Linked DNA regions of Sus scrofa: region 2 is linked to region 1. The links are chromatin contacts, called in public Hi-C maps. All regions are on one chromosome and are shown on one strand. The core of a region is the stretch at or near the end of the contact, and the rest is flanking DNA. Distances in the headings are between cores, read along the strand shown. Region 1 holds the start of RAP2B (RAP2B, member of RAS oncogene family). Region 2 has its middle 140 kb from the start of RAP2B.

Region 1 (7,636 bases), core at 2,003-4,502:
CATATGCCAAGAGTGCAGCCCTAAAAAGGAAATAAAAAAAGAATATTTTTTTTTGGGGGGGACGCACCCACAGCATGTAGAAGTTCTTGGGCCAGGGATCGAACTCAACACACAGCAGTGACAACTTCAGATCCTTAACATGCTGTGCCACTGGGGAACTCCTTGAAAACTTTTTATAGTCTGAGGTAAAATATGAAGAACTTTACTTCAGCTACAGAATTATAAATAATAGATTTGCATCTCATAAAGTTATAATCAGATTTAAAAAAAAACAATGAAGTACTTTCAGATAAACTATTCTGCTAGCTCTGTAAATTCTGTAACTTTTTACCTTTAAAAAGCATGTTGTTAAATTCATGAAATAGTCTACAAAAAACAATCACAAGAAATCATTTTGCAAACTATAGAAGTTAATAATCACAACTACCTCCAGTTCATATGGTTTTACAATAATTGCCATTATTGTCACCTCTCATAGTTTGTTGCCCAACATTTCTTTCTCTGAGTTGCTTTCTTCCAATAAGTACTAAAGATGTGAGAACAAGAGTTTCTGTATAAAATACCTATAAGCTTAGCAAACTTAAAATGTCAGCTTAATTCTTTGGCATACTCATTTTTAGGAGATTATTTTTTTCAAAATAAATACCCTGAATCTTCTTTACATGAGGAGCCCCCAAAGACTTTATGCCAACAATTGCTTCTTTAGGAATATAACCTGAACTGCCCTTCCCTTCTTTGTTTCTGCACTTAAAAAATACAGTGAACAAATTTCATAAATCTTTCTTCATTTTCCTTTCTTCCCTTTGATATGAAGATATAAAAGTAAACTTATTTCTACTCATTCGACTTTAGGTAATTTCAAAAAGCTAGTTGAAAATGATGCACAAAATTAAAGTTCTACATGCAACAAAACAACTATTAGTTACCTCAACCAATATCCATATACCTTTCAAAGTAAAGTCCCATTTTTCAACAAATTTACCTGCTCTATTGTCTGCCAGACAGACCCACAGGATTCTATTATAATTGATGGTACAGGTAACTGTGCTTTTCCATATATTCCTACTGTTTTTTAATACACACTATTATCGCAGCCTATGGTGATGAAAGCACAAAGTTGTTGCTCTCTTGTCTGGCTTCCACCCATTTAAGGATTAGTCCTTACATCACAGCTAACAGTATATACTCAATAAATACTTGTTGAATAATGAATGAATCAATTTACCAATTTCCACTGTAACCATATTCTTAACAGTAAGGAACAATCTCAGTTCTTTGGGGCATCTGTATTCTCAATGCATCAATATTCTCTTTTCTACTTTTAAAGGGTGTTTTGTGATATATGCACAATTACCACAAATAAACGTATGACATTTTCAAGCCTCTGATAAACTTAGGCAAACATAATTTTGCCAGATAATTCATTTAAAAAATAGCAATTTTAGTCAATCAGACAAAAAAGCATGTAATTTCTACTTTCTTAAAAAAAAAAGTATCTCCTCAGAGATTTCTGTTTAATAGCAGAGGAAAAATATAAATAGATGCCCCCCCTCCAATTTACAAAATAGATCAACCTTCACAGTTCCAAAAGATCAAGATGTATACTGTAACAAGATGCATGGCACTGTTTTATACTGTGCGTTGTCCCAGAATTGATAACTATAGATCTACATGACACTGAATCGACTGATTCCTTGAAAGTCTGGCTAAGAAAACTGAACGTATGTATTTATTTACACACACACACACACACACACACACACACACACACACTTACCATGACCTGAAGATTTACATTCTCAAATACAGTTTTTAAAAAAATCCTTGCCAGAAAGCATATAAAGATGAAATTCTTGCCTTTTAATCTTGAAGAGAAGACAAATATGTGAAAGTGTTCACTTTAGCAAAGATACTTTCAATTTTGCGGTGGGGGGAGAGAAAACATTCATTCTGATTATTTAGGCCATACCCCTATTTTAATCATTTATTCACTTTCCTTACTTTCTGAATTAACAATGAAAGCCATACCCAAACTATTCAAATGTGAAAATGGTCACTCATCTATCAGTGTGGCTACTTCATTCACACTTCACAGTTTAATAGTCTTAGTGTAACTGGTGTATGTCCTCCTTAGCTATAGAGTTCAGTCAAGATTATTTTATGACTTGGTGGTAGGCAGCACTCTAGACGTGTGTCTTGAGTCTGTGTCCCTGAATATCTAAAGTACTCGTGGAGTTTGGGCTAGATCATTGGTTCTTAAAATGTCCCTGGAACAGCTTTATTGGCATCACCTGGAATCTTGTTAGAAATGAAGATAATGAAAACATACTCAGACATACTGAATAAGAAACTAAAGGAAGAGCTTAGCAGGCCTTGTTTTTAACCTCAAGGTGACTTGGATATGTGGTTAAGTTTGAGATCCTCTGGACTAGATGATTCCCCAAAACCTTTTTCAACTATCAAAATCCTACTGGCATTAGATCAAATGTATCCTCTAGAACCAGCACCAGGTTCCATTAAATGCTTTTGATTAGTCCTGGGAATCTAAGTAAACTATCATCATCAAAATTACCACATTCTCTATATATAGTACTTCAAACTTTGCTACATTTCACCAGGACAAAATTTGTACTAGTAGCTCCAATTAGGTAGACACCGTGACTAATGTTTGATTTCATTTTAACTCACAGTGGTGATCTCCAAATGAAACCCTCATATTTATAAGTCGGGGGCTTAGTCTAGCTGCTGTGAAAAGTAAATCAATACTTTCTGACAAAGTACAAGCATTTTGTATATACCTGTCAAGTCTAATTGCTACCTATAGTTTTCTTTCACTTTCCCATCCCATCTGTGAGAAATATTGAAATATAACTCAAAAGGGGGTGAGAATACGTAAAACTACCGGAACAGTTTAAATTGATGGGGCTTTTTAGGATCGCCACCTATAGGAAAGGTTACTAAATCAGGAAGCATGAGGCCTCACACACTGAAAGAATTCTCATCCCCAATAGATCTGGCCCTAAAATATGACTCAGTGGGGTCTATTTCAGCAGTGAACAATGTAACAACATGGACACTGTTGTACTAAGAACCATAACTCACAGATATAAAAATGTTAGACTTCCAATGATACTTTCAACTTTTTTTGAGGCTATTAGGAAAGCAGGACAGAAATAATCCTTTGAAATGACATAAAGCTTGGATGACTGTCAGGGACCAAAAGGAAAAGCTTTTAAAAACCAGCAGGGGTCAAGTTTAAAAGTTAACTTTTGCTCCCCAAGATAAATGTTCCTTTCCCACCCACTCTCTGTTTTGACAGGTGACTGCTTTCCAACAAACTCCTCCCTCCCTCCATCCTTCCTTTAACACCCTTAAGTCAGCCCAGCTTTTTCAGTGAAACAAAGGCTCTTATCTCTTCACACCATAATACTAGAAGGCCAAATAAACATATATTCTTAAAAACAATGTTCTTAACATCTCTCAATTTTGTCAAGAAAATATTGGAGAAGGCTACAAAGCTCCGAACTATTTTCCTGCTCCAGGCACGCACACAAAATTGCTTTAATTGAGAATCCAAAAAGCATTTATTTTACAGTACTCAGTAATAGCGCATTAAAGTCTTCTGCCCTGCCATTCCAGACCTACAAAGAATTTAGTCATGTAGGTGACTAAATCCAGTGTGAAGATGATTAATGCACACAGCAACCTATTTCATTTCCAACTTCCCATTTTCAAAAATTCCCCTGGCAGGAGTGTATACATTTAAGTTAGTTAGATACTTGGCAGCATTTTGTCCACAGGCTCCCCAAGAAACAAAACCAAACCATAAGAAACAGTCACTAAACGCCTTTAAAAAAATTCTTTACATAGTACTTGGTATATGTCTTCAGAATTTTCAACACTTTAGATTTACTGGATCAACTAAATTTACACAAATCCAAGAACGAATCTTTGCAAAAGCATAAATTTGAGTAACTTCTCCTAATTTCTATATTTAGCATATATACATTGCCCTCAGATTGAGTTTGATACTTAAGTGAGATCAACAGTGAAAAAAAATGGCTTTAGAACCAAACCCAGGCAGAATTCTCTATCCTCCTCCATGCTGGAATTCTCAAATGTCACCCAAGCAAAACACTCAACATTTTAAGGCAAGATATGTTAATACAGCTTTAAAGAAACTTGTGGCCTGTAATTTCTTTTGGCTTCCTCAGCAGAATAAATCCCTTTGTCAAAAACTCTTCAAAAGATTTCATTTACACTCATGGGCCTAAGGTATAGAAAGTGTTCTAGATTTAAAAAATGATACACTTTTTATTCTACTGAGGTTATATGAGTAAAGCGGCCCTTAAGAAAAATAAAATACAAAATAAAAAGCTCACACTGCCTCCTGCTGTTAGAAGGAAAATCTCATGAGGTCAAAATGGTCCACAAACTGCACAGTGTAATGAGAGCAAGAGGCTTGTCTTAGTTTTTTTTCTTTTTCCCTTCTTTTTTAATCTAGAACTAATTCCAAATCGAAGCCTCAAAAGGGTTCAGATACTGTCCACAACCCATACAAATATACTGCCAAAAACACTATAAGGTATGACTTCAGAACTGAAAACCATCTTCCTCAAACGTACTTTCAACTGGATAGGTGATGTAATTTCAACAACACAAAACAAACAGAAGACAAAAGATAGAAATAGGAAAAGGAAAATTAAAAGCACTAGCCTATCTGGCCAGATGCCTGGTTACTTTCCCAGATCTAAGGCAGTTTTAACAGTTGGTTTCTCCCCTTCCCTACCTAATGTGAGATAAACTGCTCCAAGTCAGCAGAACAGATTCAATATCCTGTAGTCAACGTATGGCCATACCTGACACCGCAAGACTTCCTAGACCTCGACGATTTTTTCCATATTTAAGGAGTTGGGAGGAGTGTCACTCAACTTGTCACTGAGACACACCTCTCTTCAGAATTTGGCAAACCACTCTTGGGGGCTTCATGCACCTTCCCCCTGTCCACCTCAGCCACAGTACTGTTTAAATAACTGAATATGAAACACAGAAACACAAACAAATTTTTGGATTTCTTTAAAAATGACATTTGTATTAAAAATCTTAAAATGAAGAGACAATGATTAAACACATGTCTGGAATTAAAAATTACAAGTTGTTAGAATTCTCTTGGTACATCACAACAGCAAAATTCTGCTCTTTGCTTCTGGAGGAACACCCTATAACAGAAAACCAAAAATTTTAAAAAATGATACAAAAGGGGAGCTAAATACCTGAACACTGGAACAAAATGAAGCAAAAAAAAAAAAAAAAAAAAAGAAAGAAAGAAAAAAAGAAAAAAGAAACCCATTGCAAAATAAGTGAATTACATCTTAAAAGCTGGAAATAATAAAGAAATTCACCGAACAACAGGCCCTATTGTCCTGATTCCTTCAGGAAGATTACTGAAAGGAAATGGGGAAGTGGTTTGAGGGGATCTGGTGGGAAATTCACAGGTTGGCACCGGCTGGAACAGCTGAGTTTTGAAGGCACTCTGCAGACACAGGGGTGCTGGGGGCCCTGAATCACATTTGTGAAGTCTTTGTACTGTGTTTTAAAGAGCTAGTCATCAAAACCTGTTACTGCCAACCAATAAGAACAAAAAGCTAAATCTAAAAACACACACACACACAACAGTACACACAAAAATGTGCAGATCTGTAACATTTTTTTTCACAGCTGATAAAAAAAAATACTACCGTTCTCCCCCAGACTCCCCTTTGATACAGTAGGTAAACAAAAATAGATTTTTTTTTTCCACAAATATCAGCAGACACATTCTGGCACCCCACACTGTATTGGCATCAGTGTTAACAGTCCCAGTTCAGATGTGCAATACTTCAGATTGGATACACTGTAACAAGAATCCAACTTTGCATAGACATCCTCAGAATCATAATCAGTCACGGGGTTGCCCTTCCAAGCTGGCAGAAAAGGAACCCGATCTTAATTTCCAGCTACTCCTGGAAAACGAGGAAAAAAAACAAAAGTTTTTTCCTCTCCTCCTGCTCCTTCATTTGGTTCTCCCGGACTTCCTTCCGAGTATTTAAAACTTGGAACGAGAAAAACGGTTTTGGACAGAAAAACAAAAACAAAAAACTCCCCCTTTCCAACCTTCTCCCCGTCCTCTTCCTCCCCCACCCCATTTTTTTTTTTTTTTTTTTCTCCAGGCTGAAACTTTCGCTTGCCGGTGTCAAGCTGCCAATACAGCGCCCCAACGGCTGCGTCAATGGGGAAATAACGCGTCAACCAAAATCAATGAGAAACGTACATGCCGCAAAGAGCCACATTTCCATCGGGTCTCGGATGGTCAGAACGGCACACCCCCTCGGACACGGGGCAGAGGCAGGGGACATGGCCACGGGGGCCAGCCGGGCTCCCGGGACACCCCGGCCGATGCAAAGTCGTCTCCAATCTCAAAGCAAGAAGAGAAATCACATTTAGAGTCGGGTGCGTTTGGCTTTTGTGCGCAGAGCTCGGCCGGCGCGCGGCAGCCGCGGGCGCCTCAGAGGATCACGCAGGCCGAGCAGCAGCCCTCGTCTCCGTTGGGCTGCGCCGCGTAGTTCATCTGCCGCACGATCTCGGCAAACAGCTCGTCCACCGAGGCTTTGTTTTTGGCCGATGTCTCCATGAAGGGGCAGCTCCACTCCTCGGCCAGGGCCTTGCCCTCGCCGTAAGAGACCTCGCGCTCGCCCTCCAAGTCCACCTTGTTGCCCACCAGGATCATGGGCACTCTCTCGTACCGCTTTACGCGGATGATCTGGTCCCGCATAGGCTTGATGTCCTGGAAGCTCTGCTGGTTAACGAGGCTGTAGACGAGGATGAAACCCTGGCCGTTCTTGATGTACAGGTCCCGCATGGACGCGAACTGCTCCGTGCCGGCCGTGTCCAGGATCTCCAGCACGGACGGCGACGAGTCCACCTCGATCTCCTTGCGGTAGAAGTCCTCGATGGTGGGGTCGTACTTCTCGATGAAGGAGCCGGTCACGAACTGCACGGTGAGCGCGGACTTGCCCACGCCGCCCGAGCCTAGCACCACCACTTTGTACTCTCTCATGGCTCCGTCGGCGCTCGCCCGTCGGGGCTGCGCGCCGTAGTAAGGCTGGGCTTGGCGGCTGGACTTCTACCCTTCCTCAGCTCCGCAGGAAAAACTCAGGAGCGAAATGGCCGAGGAGCGCAGAGCGCGGAAATCACCGAGCGGGGGCCGGGCGCCGGGCCGGCCGGCAGCGGCAGCGCGTCCCTGGGGCGCAGGTCCGGGGCCCCGCAGCAGCCCGCGGCGGCAGCGGCAGCGGCAGCCTGGGCGGCGGAACCGGAGGACAATGCCGGCAGCCTGTGCAAAGCGAAGGCTGCAGCTTCTCGTCGCGGCAGCCCAGAAGGGCGAGGAGGCGGCGGAGGTAGCGGGCTGCGGAGGCGGCAGCTAATTGCGCGTCGGGCCGGGACGCGCGTGGCATGAGTCCCCGCAGAGCGTGCGCCCACCGCCGCGGCCCATGGAGCTCTCTTCCTCAGCCTCCGCGGGGCGAGGGCTTCCTACTCGCCGCGCGCAGCCCGGCCCTCCCCGCCCGGACGAGCATGCCCAGTGCGCCGCCGCCGGCCGCTC
Region 2 (7,636 bases), core at 1,649-4,148, 140 kb before region 1:
CATTAGGCAATGACCAGAAATAAGCAGACTGAAACAATGGATTAGAAAGTAGGAGTTACAACTTTTGATTTCTGTTATGATAACAAGAAAGAAAAAAAAAATCAAGCCAGGTATCCTAAAGGAAACTCTATAAGCAGCTAAATAACCAAAGAGAAGAAGATAATGTAGATTTCAGAATAACTTCTGTCTCTGCACAGTTTGTTGTTCAGCTCTATCAAGTGGTATGAAAGGGAAGCTGGGCAAAAGAAAATGTGGCCTCTGAGATCATCCATTCTAGAAGTCATCTGCTTAGTTTTTTGGTTGTTTTTTTTTTTTTTAATGAATTGGCATGAAAATAATTACCTAAGTTTACTTGATAATAAAGCAACTTAGAACTCATTGGAGTTGTCATGGTATTTACTAATTTTCTCATTGAGACATCCACTTACCAACACAGCTAATAATATTTAAATGCAGAAAAATGACTGTTTCACTAAGGTACTCATTTCTTCCTACCTTGTTCTCTCATTCCTACTATGTTTCAGATGTTGCCTGGTACAAAGATAAAAGGTGACTAAGAAGCAATTCCTGTCCTCAGGGAACTCACAGTTTAGTGAGGTAAGTGGACAAAATAAATATGATACAGGCTACAGAAAAAATTACAGAGAAGAGAGTAAGTCATTAAATAGAATATTTTTTGAGTACCTAGCATGCCCCAGGTTCTAATATTCATGAAATAGGGATAAAATAAAATATGGTACATGTTCTCAGTGAACTCATGGGAGGGGCTATCCTGTCTGGGCTCCTTTGCTTTGAATAGGAGGGGCATCTCATCATCAGACTGAGATGATGGGAGAGCATGAAGATGCTTTAGATAGCTTCATACTTAATGACTGCAATGGTTCAAGTGAAATAGGAGATTTCTATCTGCTCATAGTGACAAGGTGAAAATTGTGTTTCTTAGTAGTACTTAGCCACCTGGGTATAGGAGCTGAGAGGAGTAACTGTGTGGATTTGTAGGCTGGAATAGCACCACGAGGGTACAGATGGAAAAGGGAGTATGGGAGCTGAGGATATTGGCAAGAGAATAGATTACTGTGTTCTTTTTAGTTGAACACCATAGATCATGGTGTCTAACCAAGGTAAGGAACAAAATGAAGGTAATAAATGGCTAAATTGAAAGAAAAAAAAATGAATCAAGTAAATTTTAACTTTTCATGAGTCTAATGAGTAGGCCAGGGTGACAGAGTAAAAGCTGGAAAAATAGGAGGATATGGTTTGATGGTGAGTTATTGAAGTTTACTGTTTCTAAGGAGGAGACTCCCAAATCATGACAAGGCCAAGTGAATGTGAAAGCCAGTGGAGTTACAGAAATCAAAGAACGTGAGGGTCAGGGGCCTTGAAGAGGTCACCCATCTGGAGTTGAGAGTAAGCAGAATGATGGTGGAAGTTGGGGTGGAGAGGAAGATCCTGGCTCGGCTACAATCCTCCATGGAGGGGTGGCCACCACCCAGTGGCTCACTTGTCAGGGATTCTCAGAGTCACATTAATGGGTTTATTCTCTTGCCTGGAGGAGATGGTCAGGATGCCAGTGAAAATTACCTCTAGGAGTCTGAGTTTATCTTGACCCCCGCTCTTCCCATCAGAAAGATCTAATGTCTCTAAATGAGCATCAAGGAGAGAGAATCTCAATAGAAGAAAGTTAGCAAGGTAACCTCAAAACCTTTTCTACTTTATTGTGTTAATTTCCTCTTTACAAAGTATTTTCTACATGACTGCTACCTAATTAGAAGGATTCAGAGCAACAGAAAATTCACTGTCTTGGGTCTCAGAAAATCTTTATGACCCAGGTCTACCTCCTTGATGAGCTGTCATATAGACAATTCACCTAGTATCCCTTACCCATTCCAGAAAAAGTAAGAGCACTTGGAAACTAATCTGAGGTAAGAAAACATATACTATGTTAAAAAAAAAAAAAAGAAAGAAAGAAAGAAAAGAAAAGAAAACCACTGATTAGTTCTTTGGTGGCCCAGCCATTAAGGATCTGGCATTGTCACTACTGTGGATTGATCGATCCCTGGCTGGGGAACTTCAACATGCCATGGGCATGGCCAAAAAAAAAAAAAAAAAAATTAATTAATTAATTAAAATAGAAAAGAAAAAGAAAACCACTGAGATTAGAGGAAGATATGAGGAGAAGCTGACCCTCAGAGAGTGATGAAGCCAATCCAATGAGCCATGGGCATGAGATTGCTACTGTACTAGAATACCCAAACAGGTATTCTCATTGTGCTTTTCTCCAGCAAGTGAGATGCTGAGAGTTACTTTAGCTTTTTCTGTATCATTCTGGACACAGCCAGGAAAACACAAATTACTCTAAGACTTCCAAACAGAAGGATTTAGTTACACAGCTTCTTCAGATGGAATCACCAAGTAATGGCAGACAGCCTGGGACAAGGATTTGGGTGCATGTGATTTTCGGAAGCCATACACTTTAAGAAGAGCTTGTGAGGGAGACAACAAATCAGGATCGTGAAGAGGAAAGAACTAACCAATGATGTGGGTCAGGTCAGGCACAGCCTTGGCCTGATCCACAGAGGGAGAGCTCTGGAACATAACCCCCCAACAAAATTGTCCCTTCCTTGGCACGAGAGGGTCAGTGTGTCGTAATCTTTGTCCTTCATCGTTGGCTGTGGCTATTTTGTCCACTCCCGTCAGTCTCGGAGAAGGAGGCTTGTTTTGAACTCTCAGCAGCCACAGTTCATAGTAACAATAAGTACACCAGGCCAGTAGGGGGCCTAGAAGGATCTAGAGTGTTTCCTGCAACAGCTGGTGGAAAAACAGAAAAACCTATGAAGGGAGGGTGAGGCCACCCAGAGTTTGGCAAGAGTGAGAAGAAGCTATCATTCCTAAGCCTGGAGAGACAACCAGAGGAAGTGGTATTATAAGAGCCCAGAGGCCAGGCCATTTTGTGGGATATAGTCATGGCAGGCATTGACCAGAGGATCTGGGTCCATAGGAAAAGGGGCTGCCTTGCAGAAATTGTGGAAGAGATGCTGCCAGAAATGCCATGAAAATTAGGGGGGAGGGGAGAAGGAAAAACACCACTGCCATCTTCCCACCCCCAGACTCCAAACCTTGTCTCCCACTGAATGAATGAAACTAATAGCCTGAGGAAGGTAATTTCTGATCTTTCAAAGCAGGGCAGGAGAAGTTTGGAAAATAGATCTCAAAGCTAACAGGAGATTAACTGGCTGCTCCCTAGAGAAACATCCAACCCTTAGTGAGATTAGCTTCATCTCTGAGAACAGAGTGTTCAGATATCAGATTTTCTGCATTTAGTGACTCTTTGGATTTGGATAAGGAAAGCCCGTTAGAATACTGAGTCTCTAATGTGGCAGATACCCAATCCAGTTGTGACCAGGGACTCCAGGGCCGTTTTGCAACACCAAAGTTTGCTCTGTATGAGGAAGTACAGTTTTTATTATTTCTGGTGAATATTCTGAAAATGTATAGCTATCCCCTTTAACTTTCTATATTTGGTACTTTCTTAAGGAGTAAAATTCTGTTTATAGGATATTGGTGAGAGGGAGAGTGATAGATAACTTTTGGTCATCTTTAGAAAAGAATTTACAGAGCCGTTCTTGATCTTGAAAACCTATGTCAGCAACAGAACTTTGGCATAAGCATAGATGGTTTCTGGGAAACAGAAGCCAAAATTGCAGCTACGAAAAAAATACGTAAAAAGTAAAATAGACCAAGTGAACATACAGATTTTAGAAATTAAATAACTTACCTTTTTAACTTCTCATTCCTCACTTAAAATTGATTTCCGTATTTGAAACGTACTCTTAGATTTTTTTTTTTTGATCACATTGCCTCTTGTCATAAAAAAACATCTAGCAAGATAGTATTACATTTCTCACCAATGCAACTCTGAAAATGTGCACTGTGTGATGACTTGTGAGATACTCATCTACAACCAAAAGAAATGATATAATAGACATTTTGATGAAGTGCTTTATCCCAATCTCATGCTTGGCTGGTGGTATTTTACAGGTTCATTTGCAAGTAGGTTCTTTTTTTTTTTTTTAACTTTTTATTTCAAGGTGGTGATGAGGAATGGGTACTTTATAACTTGATATTATCATAGCTAGATAATTCATTGTCTTGGGACGCATATGTCTTGACTAGATTTAAAACATCACTATTTGAGTCTTAGAGAGTATTTGCAAGTAGATCGTTCTCTTCCTATTAGTGAGGATTAAAAGATTCTGGAGGCAGAAAGTTCTGATCAGTTCTTGGGAGGTTCTGCTTGTTCCCCTAAGGAGCCTACAAAGATCAAATCCATGTTTTCGTGCAAGAACTTTTTGAAGTGCTTGAAGCAACTGTTAAAGCATCTTGGATGTCTCATGGTTTAAATGATCCTTTCTGAGAAATATTAAATACTAACTTTAAAATTGTGTGATTAGAGAAAGAATGAAATGCATTCATGTACTGGAGTGGTCTGAGGGTTAGCAAACAAGTTGCATATAGGGAGAACCCTGGTGTGCTTTTTATTTCTCCACTTTAGAATCTCCCCTTTCACATCCATAATAGCCTCATTCTTTTTTCTGTTTGATTAGAATGGATGGTGCGAAATGACAAGAAAGAGAATGCTGAGAAAGTAAAGGAATCCTGCAAGGGGCGAGTGTTCTGGGATTTTAATAGCGAAGGGATTACCTCTCCTCCACTGCCTTGCACGGTGGTAGGCAATGCGGTCCAGAGCAGAAAGTAGTGTTTTGAGGTCATCTAGTCTCTCTTACGTCCATCATGCAAAACTGTACCAGATGTAAGAGGGAGCAGAGGCAACATATAAGAAAAATCCCCTAAAGTATTACTAAACTACAATGAAACGCTCTTTCTACTGCCACCCTACTTCCATCACTAAAGCTCCAAATACATTGTTTGCCTTCTACAAGTTACTGAAACCAATTAACCAGTGGATTTTCCCCGTCACCATCTCAGTAAATGGAAACATTGAGAGTTTTTGTTTTCAAAAAGAGACCTTATTCTTAGCTCCTGTGACTTTCATCCACTTTCCTAGCTGTTTCCTTCTGTCACTGTAACCTCTCAGGCCCATCACTGTCATCAGCCACATATATCTTTTGGGCTCTTAACTCATAGGACATGCACAGACCTGCTCCGTGGAAGTTGCAGAATGGGAAGTTCCGGTGGGGTAGGAGAGAGTAGGCTCTGATGTCCAGGAGCTACCAACCACATGACCTCAGTCTGACTGGCCTGGTACTCTCCTCTTCCATGTTTTAGTGATTCCATCCTCCTTGAAGACTGAGCACAGGTGCTTCTTTTCTATGAGGTCTGCAGTTATAGTTGTTCCCTTTCTGAATCTCCCTACTTTCTGGAATCAGGAACTATAAAAATAGAGAAAGGGAGTTACCTACCCTAGACTAGAGTGGCTAGGAGATATTTCTGAAATAAAAATACATGAAAAACTAAGCCTGGGAGTTCCCGCTGTGGCACAAGGGGGTTGAGGGCATCTCTGCAGTGGCAGGACTCGGGTTTGATCCCCAGCCCAGCTCAGTGGGTTAAAAGATCAGGCATTGCCACAGATGTGGCATAGATCCCAACTGCACCTCAAATCTGATCCCTGGCCCAGGAACTCCATATGCCAAACTCCATATGCCAAAGGGTGGCAAAAGAAAAAAAAAATTGTTCAGCCTGGTAGAGTCAGGCAGAATGGTTCAAGTATAGAGGGGTAGGAATGATTGTCTAGTGATGGGGATGATGCATGAAAGGTGCAGAGGTGTGGAATCAAAAAAGCCAAAAGCCAAGGCTGCATTCTGGTCAAACCACTGTGAAAAAATTTCTGTGTGGGAAAATAGTGATGGCATAGAGCAATGGGTCTCAAATTTTAGATCACTATTGCCCAAGAGAAATGTAATGTAAACCATATATGTAATTTCTAGCAGGCACATTAAAAAAAGAAAAGGTAAAATTCATTTTCACAATACAGTTATTTAACCTAACCTGTCCAATATATTATCATTTTAATATGTGATCAATATATAACTTATGTGACTTTTACATTCTGTTTTTGTACTAGGTCTTCAAGGTTTATTGTGTACTTGACATTATAGCCCATCTCAATTAGGACTAACCAGATTTCATGTGCTCAGTAGCCACACGAGGCTAGTGGCCACGATATTGGACAGCACAGCTTTGAAGTATGTCAAAATCTTGTTAAACTACAGGTTGCTCATTCCATCCCTAGAGTTTCTGATTCCAGAGATCTGGGGTACAGGTCCAGTCATTCATGTTTCTAACAAGTTCCAAAGTGTTGCAGATGTTACTGACCTGGAACCACTAGTTTGGATAGGTGGTCCTTAAGCCTGGCTTCAAGTTAGAAACAGCTGAGTTAAAAGCAAGGCAAAAACTATCCTCCATGCCACACCCCAGACAACTTAAACCAAAAGCTCTAGAGGTCAGACCCCAGGGAATGGCTCTTTTAAACAGTTTCTCGGGGAATTTTAATTATCAGCAAGGTTAGAGAAGCACAGAAATGAGAAGAGAAAGGACTAGAAAGATGTTTGAGTAAACAAAGGAGAGCTAAATTTTAAAAAAGAAAAATAGACTAACTCTTATAAGTAACAGGGGCCCTAGGTAGGCTTTTAAACAGGGCAGTTATATATAGTGCATGCATTATTTTGCTGAGTTGCTTGCGCTGGTAGAGGCTTGTAGCAGGAAAGGGTTAAAGAAAGGTTTAAAACTATTCAAGAGCTCCGAAAGTTTGGGGCAATGGAAGGAGGGTGTGAGGAGAGGAAATAAGAGGGTTTTACACATTGTGTTCAATTGCATGACTATTCTATGGAGTGTTGGAATGAAGGGTATGCGCTAAATATCAACAGGCAATTTGTGTTATTTGTTTAGTTCAGGGTAGAGCAATAATGCAGCAGTCACACACTGAAATGCCTGCAAAGGCCATGTAAGAAAGGTAGCAAAAAAAAGTAGGGGCAGGAGAAAAACCACCAGGAAAGAATTCAGATGTACACATACTGTGAATGAGGGAAGCTTACATTCGATATTTGTTAGGCCTGATCCCTAGGGGGCAGTTCCTTCCACATAGTACCTATTATTTACCCCTTTGTCCATTCTTGCCCCCTGCCCCTTATTCCTAAAATTTCTTTTTCCCTCAGGCCAGGCTCTGAACTCTTTTTAGGATTCCTTGTCCCCTAGGCAGTGAGTCTTTCCTTGTCTGATTCTCTGGCTTTGGGTTGAAACTTTATGAAAACAAATTATCAAAGGTACTTGAAGTCAAAGGAAACTATAAACAAAAGGAAACAAAAGTCAGTAGTTCCTGGAGAAAGTTGGAATAAATGGAGATGGGGGTGTGGGTGAATGGGCAACAAGCATAAATTCATGATGGAAATAAGATTTCATAACCTGAAACCACGTTATCTATCAAATATCACAGGCACACACTTTGGGAGAGCAGACATGGACTCTTGCCAACATGCCACAGAATTTAGATCACAATGTACTAGGGGAAAGCCACAGTAATAAATGACGCTCTGGTATCATAGGTCCTTCCCACATCACTGCAGACATGGAATTTAAGTTACCATGGTTCAATACATACTATAAAAAAATAAGTAACCAA

The links. Hi-C and Micro-C count contacts between places; a contact is called where the count stands out from the background.
Region 2: a contact with region 1 is called in a Hi-C map of retroperitoneal adipose tissue, with 2.4 times the contacts expected there. The contact joins two enhancer-like sites. A contact is called at or near these places in 6 of 47 Hi-C or Micro-C datasets (embryonic fibroblasts, heart right ventricle, liver and 2 more) and 1 of 2 datasets of contacts at active chromatin or transcription factors (alveolar macrophages).

Annotation. Positions count from the first base shown.
Region 1 is chr13:93,307,572-93,315,207 of Sscrofa11.1, reverse strand. RAP2B (RAP2B, member of RAS oncogene family) reads right to left here and starts at 7,096. Exons shown (of 1, transcript NM_001123185.1): 1 at 6,545-7,096. The coding sequence starts at 7,096. The coding sequence ends at 6,545. Within about 2 kb of position 3,252, at least 2 of the 83 cell types and tissues checked have an H3K27ac peak or open chromatin away from gene starts, as enhancers often do. A contact at or near this core is called in retroperitoneal adipose tissue, where this site is marked.
Region 2 is chr13:93,446,798-93,454,433 of Sscrofa11.1, reverse strand. No RefSeq gene overlaps it. Among named protein-coding and RNA genes, the nearest start is that of RAP2B, 140 kb to the right of the region's middle. Within about 2 kb of position 2,898, at least 5 of the 83 cell types and tissues checked have an H3K27ac peak or open chromatin away from gene starts, as enhancers often do. A contact at or near this core is called in retroperitoneal adipose tissue, where this site is marked.